Linked DNA regions of Mus musculus: regions 1 and 2 are each linked to region 3. The links are chromatin contacts, called in public Hi-C and HiCAR-type maps. All regions are on one chromosome and are shown on one strand. The core of a region is the stretch at or near the end of the contact, and the rest is flanking DNA. Distances in the headings are between cores, read along the strand shown.

What was found. A called contact is a pair of places that touch in the nucleus more often than the background predicts. HiCAR-type assays count read pairs that join an accessible place to other places.
Region 1: a contact with region 3 is called in a Hi-C map of Sertoli cells, with 3 times the contacts expected there. The contact joins the enhancer-like site here to the promoter of Gria3 in region 3. A contact is called at or near these places in 3 of 39 promoter capture datasets (liver and pre-B cells) and 2 of 484 Hi-C or Micro-C datasets (Sertoli cells and cortical neurons).
Region 2: a HiCAR-type map of kidney shows a contact between it and region 3, with 5 times the contacts expected there. The contact joins the enhancer-like site here to the promoter of Gria3 in region 3. A contact is called at or near these places in 4 of 39 promoter capture datasets (the C10 cell line, embryonic stem cells, hippocampal neurons and 1 more), 4 of 115 datasets of contacts at active chromatin or transcription factors (embryonic forebrain, fibro-adipogenic progenitors, kidney and 1 more) and 2 of 9 other capture datasets (adipose tissue and liver).

What each region holds. Positions count from the first base shown.
Region 1 is chrX:41,215,192-41,218,476 of GRCm38.p6, reverse strand. No RefSeq gene overlaps it. Among named protein-coding and RNA genes, the nearest start is that of Gria3, 180 kb to the left of the region's middle. Within about 2 kb of position 1,511, at least 3 of the 459 cell types and tissues checked have an H3K27ac peak or open chromatin away from gene starts, as enhancers often do. A contact at or near this core is called in Sertoli cells, where this site is marked.
Region 2 is chrX:41,560,940-41,564,341 of GRCm38.p6, reverse strand. All of the region lies in intron 4 of Gria3 (glutamate receptor, ionotropic, AMPA3 (alpha 3)), which reads right to left. Among named protein-coding and RNA genes, the nearest start is that of Gria3, 160 kb to the right of the region's middle. Within about 2 kb of position 1,486, at least 1 of the 459 cell types and tissues checked has an H3K27ac peak or open chromatin away from gene starts, as enhancers often do. A contact at or near this core is called in kidney, where this site is marked.
Region 3 is chrX:41,399,657-41,402,807 of GRCm38.p6, reverse strand. Gria3 (glutamate receptor, ionotropic, AMPA3 (alpha 3)) reads right to left here and starts at 1,410. Exons shown (of 16, transcript NM_016886.5): 1 at 1,153-1,410; 2 at 1-7. The coding sequence starts at 1,243.

The DNA of each region.
Region 1 (3,285 bases), core at 262-2,761, 180 kb after region 3:
AAATTTAAATTGTAGCATTGCTAGATTGCTATCACTTCTCAAAGTTATTTTTTGCAGTATTTTAAACTGTAGTACCTCAGCTAATTATAGAAGTAAATCACAAATGCCTTTATCAGGTTTGTATTATTTCATCATCTGTCTATTGATAGAGGATTTATTAGCATTCTCAAGGTTATTTTAATTTTCCCTCCAAATGAAATAATATCAAATTCAACATTATTAACTGCTGATGGCATGATAATCAAATGATAGTTTTGTCTGATAGCTTATACTTCTTCACAGAGCAATATGTAGCTTGTTATCTGTTGGTACCAGGACTATGGATTATTAAATAATAAATTAGAGACAGAGTTACTAAATCTATCTTGGTGGCAAGGATTATATCTACGTATTTTCAAATCTTTTTGTTAGAATGTTTTAATTTTTTTCTGTGAAATTAAATATAATTAGAATCAAATGGAGCTTGTTTTATTGAAGCTCTTCTAAGTGAGATACCCTTATCTATTACCCCTAAACCTTCCTTTTACAAAATAAGGTCTTGAGAGTACATCAGTAGAGGCACTAAATTCTTTGGTAGTTTGCAAAACATGGAGTATAGAACATTTTGTCCTATATAAGACTCCACAGACTTTAAGGTGGAACTTAAAAATCTAAGATGAAGAATGAAGCTGGGGGAAGGAATATTGGCAACTTTCTAAAACAGAAACTTGAGGGAAGTATGATCATATCTAGGAATCATTCTCACATCAAATATTAATACTTTCTTGAAAATAGGAGTTGAGGGTAGATGATAACTTTAAGACTTCCAGTCACAGCAAATGGAGAGGACAAATGTCTTTAGAAAGAGAAAAAGGAACAGGTTGTTAAACACAAGACTCAAAACTAAAGATCTTAAAGAACCAAGTAGGGAATGGTAAGTACTTAGATAGAAAAACAGAGTTAAAATCTGCATATGTGTGTGTGTGTGTGTGTGAGAGAGAGAGAGAGAGAGAGAGAGAGAGAGAGAGAGACAGAGACAGAGACAGAGACAGACAGAGAGAGAGACAGAGACAGACAGAGATAGGCAGAGACAGACAGAGGAAGAGAGAGAGACACACAGAGAGATAGAGACAGAGAGAATATGACCCAGGTTGAGAACTTCCATTAATAAACAGGAACAAACAATACTTCTCTAGAACATAAGAACATATACATTGTTTAAAATGAAATCTGAACATACAGTGGTATCAACTGAAGTGTTGAATCCCACAGAACTGCAAAGAAAAAATGATCTTCAGAATTAAACCATCTTTAGTGAGGTAGCAGACAGGATAAAGTTAAACAAATGAAATATGCTGAGAAGAGTCTAATGTGGAGACAAACCATCTGGCAAAAGCTCCACTGTGCCCACCTTCTCTCTCAGTGTCCTTCCTCAGGGGATTTGAAACAGCTGTGTTGAGAAACGAGACCCATAGTTTTCACATTCATCTCTGAAGTAAAACCTAAAATATCTCCAGTACTGCTGATTAGAGAGCATTTAGGTGGTTCAGCTTTGAAAAGATGTGCCACGCACTAGATTGCTTTGCTTTGAAACAACCAGCTTGTTGTAGCTTTTTTCCCACTGCTTCTTGGCCCAGATTTTACTTTCAGAATTCCTTGTCTTACTGCTACATTGTTTCTACTGCCGATAAACATGGAATTTCAAGGAAATTTTTTTCTTAGACATTCTGTTGAGAGGTTTCAATGTTGCACTAGATGGTGAAATGAGCTTTATGTTTAGAAAATATGTGCTAGTTTGTCATGTAGATGGGAAAAGCAATCCATTTAACTTTGTTGACTTGGATTTTATCATCTCTAAATTGGGAATATTCATACTTGTCTGGTGTGGTTCTGTGGACAATAAATGATACATGCAAGATGAAGCACCTGCTATGGTTCTTAGTGTTACAGTTTTTCCTCAGTAAGCTGTAGCTGTTCTTACTGGTATTTTTTTGTCCTCTTTTAATGTAAATAAACAGTTTTGAACATGCAGTCACACAAACTTGTATCTGTGTATAAAGCACACTTGCATTTTTGATTATACTCACTTGTGTATTTTATCTGAATTAAACCTAGCAGTAGGCCTGCTAAGGCTGTTTCTACATCACTGAGAACTATGCTGAGAACATGTGTTCCTCTATTTGATAGTGTCCAATAGAGGATGTAGGGATTATACCGAATTCTTACCAGGAAGATGAATGGGAAGTTTAAAAGCACATGATTCAGAGGTATCCATTTTACCTCTTCATTTAGAGAAAGTAATATTTACCTGGAAAACTATTAAATTTTATGCTAGAGGGTTAGTTATAAAAGTCTTCCATGTAGGAGGAATCAGCAACCATTTGGAACATTGTGATCATTTAAATAACACTACAAGAAAATGTGAGGCTTAAAAAATATCTCTGGATTTTTGTAGAAGAGGTAACAATGAAAAATATTAGTGATTTAACAGACCTGACCCAAAGTGTTGAGGATAATTTCCCAAATGTTTGGACAATGTGTGCTCAGAACTTATTTATAAATAGCCATAGCTAGGACCAAGAATTGAGGATTGAGGGTGAGCTTGTGATCCAACTGTCTATAGATATTGAGGGCCATTGCTTTCCCTCATTTATATGGAGAGATAAATTAAACGCTATCAAATGACGAAAAGGTATTAACCAAAGGAAAAATCTTGGAGGAAAGTCAAAGAGTGGAACAGATAACATGGAAGATCATTAGCTGGTAAGAGAATTAGGTGAGAGATCGAATAACTTCTTAAATATTAACCAAACCATTCTAATACATGCCACAGTAGAAACTTTGGTAGATGCTAGAACTTGAAATAGTCAAGAAATAATATTACAGACATGATAACATGGAATGGGGAAATATCATAAGGTCCTGCAATAGATAGAACTACTAGTATTGAATACAGAGGGCAGGAGAAATTCTTCCCCAGAGAGGGACTCCCCAATGGGCTATCCAATATCACATGATCAGCTCTGAAAACATATGTATATCAGTAACATTACACAGACTAAGCAGATTGTATTTATGTATTTAGAAGTGTGTGTGTGTGTGTGTGTGTGTGTGTGTGTGTGTGTGTGTGTGTGATTATATGTGTTTGAGTGAGTGTAAGAACAATTGAGGAAAAGAGGCCAGGGATTTGAGAGAGCAAGGAAGAGTATGTGGGAGGAGTTCTAGGGAAAAAAAGAGAAGAAGGAAAATGATGCATTTATAATCTCAGTTTAGAAAAAATAAAAATATAATTAGGTTAGATACTAA
Region 2 (3,402 bases), core at 237-2,736, 160 kb before region 3:
CATACAATAAAGGAATCTTGTCAATGCTTATGCTGACTGTAGGGAAGCTTACGTGGAAAGAAAGGAAATGAATAAGGCAAGAAATACAATTCTAAGATGAGAGGATTAGAGGGTAAGAATTTTACCAGAGATTATCCTTTGAAGGTAGCTTTACTTCCAAGACTTTCATATTCAATTTATTGTAGCTTAATGCAATATGTGGAAGATTTAATAACAAATCACAAGAGAGGGTCATCAAGATGGCTTAGTAGGTTAGGAAAATAGGCCTGAAGACTTGAATTCAATCCCTGGAACCGACATTGTGGAAGGAGAGAACTGACTCTTTTAAGTTGTCCTCTGATCTTCATATTTATATGTACATGTACACACACACACATTTTAAAATAGACCTAAATAATTAATTAGTTTCCCTGTTTTTACTTTTAAAATACTGTGTTTCACTATGTAATCATCGATGGCCTAGGAATTGACTATGTAGTTTAGGCTGGCCTTAGCTTGTGGCAATCCTCATAGCTACATTCACAGAGAGTTTTGTTTTAATATGCATAATGTATTCTAAAAGTTCAACCAAGGCTTTGCTTTCTGTTTATATATTTTCATGCTCATTGACATTCTGAAGAGACTGTATAGGTGATGAGTAGCAGGCATTTCAATGGGAGTGGCCTTGTCATTTGAATAAAAAAGGAGGAATATCCACCGGTCCTTTGATGAAATAAGTGTAAGATATCTCCCCATAAATCAGATACTATAACATGTCTTCTAAACTAGGAACTTCAAGAAAAGGTTCAGTGCTTGACAATAAATAGCGTCATTTTATAAGGAATTGCCTGATAAGCATTAAATTTGATGTATTAGAAAAAAAAAACCAAGAAACATGAACCCTGATGTGTGGTATTTTTCAATTCAAATTTTGCCATTTAGTTATTAGCTTCATTATTATATGCAAAATTGAAATGTAAATAGTAGGGCATAATATTAGAGACCCTCGTGTAGCTCGAGCTGATGAAGCTTTCAGGCGGAGAGTGGAAAGAAAGCAGCTGGTATGGCTACAGAGAATAGAATGGTCTCTTTTTCAAGTTCTTAGTTGTGCCTTTCTTAATAATTTTCCATTTGTGCAGTGTTTTCAGTATCTGACACCCTAATCAGTAAAAATATTTGATAGTTGGAGTGAATGACCATGTTTATATTTTCAAATAAAAATAACTGTCTCTCAGGAACTCTATGTGATTTTCAGGATAATTGCTTAGTTGGCAGCTTTGTTCCTCTTCTGGGAGCCATGTCATTTAAGTGGATCTCAATTTGCAAATGGATGACAAATGACTGAGGCTTAGTTCATGGGGGGCAAAGCATACAATTCTCTAAACTCAGAAATGTTTCCTTTGGCCCTTCACTCTTGCTATTTGGATCTGGCATCATCTTGCCCTCCTGGCCAGCTCATCCACCTTCATGATCACACTGGCGAGCAAATGGTTCAAGTACCCCAGGAAGAACTGCTGATTTCCAGCCAAGCACAGAGAGCTTCTGAAAGCCACGTGTTAACTATTCAGAATCTTCTGAGCCAGTTAATAAAATCCTGGGTCGCTTCAAACCAGCAATGTTAGAATTATTAACCCAGAAATCAAGGTACTACAAATCAACACTTTTGCCTTTTAACAATAGCCCACTTTCTGGCACACCACCGGAATCAGGAAGAATGTGGATTGAAGGCCCTTTAAATATGGAAAGCTGCCTCTACCAACCACCTTTTATTTTTCCTTCTCTTAATGAATGTTTGTTGAGTGCTCAATCGGTGCCAATCATGGGGATAGAGCATGGGGAGACAGAGGTCACAAGAATCTGGGCCCTAGTCTGGAGGATGTCACACTTGAATGGGAAAGACAGCCAAGTTAACAGATGATTATAGCCCAGTGGGAGAAGTGCGAGAACAGAAATATGAACAAAGTACAACCAAGGAGAGAATGATTAACTCAACCTGCTATAGATAGAAAGTACTTTGTCTCCAACCAGAAATTTAAAAAATTTTTTCCTTTGGCTTTTATAAATGGGAACCTGACAAACAGGTAACTTAAATAGAATGCTATTTTGAAAATGAAGAGAGACATATTCTAGAAGGCTATTTCTCCTGATTTCAAGAGTCTTGCTGTTTTATAGTGCTTAAATGCTAAAGGAGAGGTTTTTTTTTAATTAAAAATATTTATTTATTTATTTTGAAGCAAGGTCTCTATAGTCTAGAATAGCCTCGAACTCATGATCATATCTCAGCCTCCCTAGTGCTAGGCTTATAGGCATGTATCAACACATAAATCTATGTTTTTGTAGTTTTCAAAATTAAATTACAATTATTTTGTTTCCTTCTCCCTTTCTACCCTCAAACCTACCTCCCATGATATTTATTAGCTTTATAATCCCAGACAAGTTACATTACATACCAGCCTTAGTTTTTCATTTGTAAAATAATAAATATAGGGGATATAATCATGGGAAAAATAAAGTAGTGTACTTAACAATGAAGGCTAGATTGATAGATTAGAGACTACTTTTCATCATAACTTTGGTCAATTAACTTAGGCTTTCTAGGTCTGAGTAGCCTACATGGAAAAGACATCTATCACTAATAGCTATTTCACAAAACTGAAGAAAGAAATGTGTGAAACCATGTGTCTTCAATTCTTAAGACATTGTCTAGTGCTTGCCTTGTATTGGCTATGTCTTCATCTTTCCCTGGAAAACTCCTATCTATTCTTAAAGACCAAGTTGAGGCAGCCTCCTGCATAAAGCCTTCCTTGATTTCATGTCCCCAACTTAAAAACAAACAACCTGCAGCTATTGGGTGAGAATAATGGGAAGATAACTTAGTGCTTGGATACAGAGGAATGCTGGTGCTGATTATTAGGATAGCACTGGGAAGATGAGAGAACCAGCTGAGGTTTTCAAATGGAAGTTGGGTGTTAGAGATGCAGATGCAAAATGATGAGAAGACGGTAGTAAATCAACCACAAAATAATGACCCTTCTAGTTTCCCCTTCCTCAGGGAAAAGGGCAAAAAAAAAAAAATCCCAGATAGGGAAAAGTTGGACAAAAGGCATTTCGGTGGTATATAAAAGATGACTTGTACAGAAGTGTTGTAGTTTGAATGAAAATATCCCCCTTAGGTTCTAGCATTTTAACACTTGGGATCCAGGTATGTGGCAGTGTTTGGAGAGTTTTAGGAGGTGGGGTCTTGCTGGGTTCGGAAGTACATCATTGGAAGCAGGCTAGGAAGCTTCAAAGCCTCATACTAGTCTCAGTGCTTCCTCTGTATCATCCTCCTGGTAAAGGATATAAACTCTCAGCATCCTGCTATAGTTGCCATGTCTCCCCACCATGATGGAGTCTTACCTCCCTAAAACTGGAAACACAAAT
Region 3 (3,151 bases), core at 161-2,660:
AGTCCACCTAGAAGCAAAGGCAATGGAGATTCGGCTTGTGTCCCCCCTACTTCAGCAGGAGTTAGAAAGTAACAAACAGGAGCTACCAGGCTACCTCAGTGTTTCTGGGAAGCTCAACTGAGGAATGATTTTTTTCAACCTGTGTGTCTTTCAAGACTTGGAAACTCTGCTTTCCACTGTGAAAAACCTGGGTTTTGTACACGGAGGAAACTAAAAAGACGGGAGAAAGAGGAGGCTGCTGTAGGGGAAGGATGAAGGAGCTAAAAGTGGGACTTGGTTCTTTCTTAAGCTTGAGTCTGGCCCCGAACCCTGACTCCAACCCCACCCCCACCCTTAGCCACACAGCTGGTTCATTTTCCCTCCTGGGGTACAGGGGATAGGGTGGGAAGAAAAACAATTTCGTTCCCCTTGCTGTCCCAATCATCCCCTATGACAATACAGGGGGTCAGTTCAGTAAAAGCAACAATTCTAACTTCTCTACTTGCAAATACAGGCAGAGGCGGGGAGAACTCCCTTCCGGCTACTGGAGCTGGTCTCCAGACAGACACAGCCGCAATTCATGAATGCTTGGTCTGCGTGACTTCCCTGCTTGCCCGACTCCTTGTATCACCCCCACTTCCCACCCCATCCTCCATCCACACAGCTACTTCCTTGGTCTGGGGGTTTCAAAGTGGGTTCCTTTTCTTCTAACACTGTCCTGTCTCACTGAAGCCTGAGACGCGGGACGGGGCGACCTGGGCCCAGGTTATGCGTCCTGGCGCGGCCAGACAGGCAGTATCACCCTGGGACAACTTCCAGTGGCTGCAAGCATGCCCTGGCAAAGTCCAGAATAGCGAGCTGAAAAGCCGCGACTCTTAGCCTCTTGCAGCATCCCAACCTCCAGCTTGACTCCCTTGCTCCTCGGTCAGAAAACCTGGCCGTCCACCCGCATTAGCCCCGGGAGACCCCTTCCCTCATCTTGGATGCTCCCCATACTCGTCAGTTCTTTGCAGCTCAGGTCTCCAATATCTCAGCTCAGTCCCCCATCCCTAGACACCGTCCCCAAACCATGCAGGACAGGGACTCATGTTGCGATACCCCCAGCCCCACTAGGGTAGTGGGTTTCAAATGCAGAAGAGCCTGGCCCCCTCTGGCTGGCTCTGGGGAGCTTACCTATGCTGATGGTGTTGGGGAATCCTCCGTGAGAATGACCCAAAAGCCCCAGGACTAAAAAGAAGACCGCCCGGAGCACGCTTTGCCCCATTTTCTTCTGCCTGGCTGTGCTACGCCTAAAACGAAGCTGACAAGAGCATGGGCGCAACTCGGGAGTCGTCAAAATAATAATAGAAAAAGAAAAAGAATTCGCCGGCTCTTACACCCCCTCCCCTCAACTTGCTCTCGCTCGCTCACTCTTCCTTTCCACCCCACACTAATCCTCCTCCGCCGCCGCCTCCTCCTCTTCTCTCTCTCTCTTCTCTCTTCCTCTCTCTCTCCCTCTCCTCTCTTCCTCTCTCCTCTCTTCCTCTCCCCCCTCCCAGGATCTCTCTCACACCCCCTCCACGCCCCCCCACCTCACTTCTGTCTTCACACCAATCTGGAAGGCGGGTTCATTGGCTGCAAGCTGGGTTCCCCAAAGCGATTTCTGAGAGAGAGAGAGAGAGAGAGAGAGAGAGAGAGAGAGAGAGAGAGAGAGAGAGAGAGAAAGGAAGAGAGAGAGAGAGAGAGAGAGAGAGAGAGAGAGAGAGAGAGAACAGACAGAGAGACAGGCAGAGACAGAGACCGGCACAGAGATAGAGACACAGGGAGACAGAAACAGAGAGAATTAAAACCGGAGCAAAACCAAAATCGTAAAAAAACAAAACAAAACAAAACAGGGACGAGATAAAGAAATAAGAAAGAAATTATAAAGAAAACCAAAGGGTTCCCCCGCCCTCGAAGATGGTGGATCTAAAGAGTGGGGAAGAAGAAAAGAGCTAAAAGCCTCAAAGGCTCAGCTCCGGTGAATTGGGTTCTTCCAATTGGGCCGGTAGGGGGATATTGATCAAAGTTGATCTGACGTGGAATTAAAGCCGCACACCGCTTAGCTCCACTGCAAACTGCAGCTCTGGACTGCAAAGCCTAGGCGCCGGCGTATGTCAACACCGGAGATGGGATCAACAGAAATACACCAATCCTCACGTGGACCAGACTTTCAAGCTGCAACCAGTTTCCTGTTTTTAAAAGTCTGCAGTGTCTCTACATCTGTATGTGCGTCTTAAAGATGAAGGGTCTTGAGGGGTGGTTAGTGGTTACTCTTGAGTCTTTGTGAAGAGACTCAGAAAAGCAGTTCCCATCACAATGCGCCCTAAGATGCTGCGCATGCCTGGTCTCTGCCGCTCAGCTCAGCTATTACAGCAGAGAGAGATCCGAGGGCAAGTGAACAACCCCCACCCGCATTCCCCCATCCCCGCAGCACTGGGAGGTGTGTCCCTCCCCCTACCCAAGTGCTGAGGCAGGTTTGCCAGCTGCGGGGGCTGTGACTGCTGACTGCTTTAGAGGGTATAGGAACATAGTATGTGTATGGAGGTGGGAGCTAAAAGGTTAATGAAAAGGACGCTCAGTCCTGCAGACCAAGGAGAGAAGTGTGGGAGTGAGCTGGGATGGGGGTGGGGATTGAAAGTTAAGGTTGGAGGAAAGTGCCCCTTGCTGCTTTGCTCCCTTAATGTTGACTTTAGGTGGATCAACTATTCCCTCCCCCACACTGAGTGCAGACTTCAGAGATTACCACTCTCACCCAACTCTCCTGCCTCTCTCCTAGCTAAGAGGAGAAAAGAATCTAGGAACTCCTACAGTTCACCCTAGGTCTTAGTGAGGAGTAGCCTCCTTCCCAGCAGTTTGTGTATGATCCTTTTGTCCCTACATGCCTTTCCAGAATCCTATTCCCCTCTTGGGACAAAAAGGTATCTCCTCTCCTGTCACATCTTTCTTTCCCACCTTATCTCTGTAAGACACATTTTTTTTTATCCTCTCTACATCTTCTGTTTTTCTTTTTATCTTCTTCTAGTCTGAGGGGATAAAATGAGCCTTTATGTCAGAGCAAAGCAAACTAATATACATGGGGCCAGGAATGAGGGACCAGGGCCCTGCACTCCTTACTCCAGATCTTTGCCTTTAGCAATGCCTAGACTGGAGC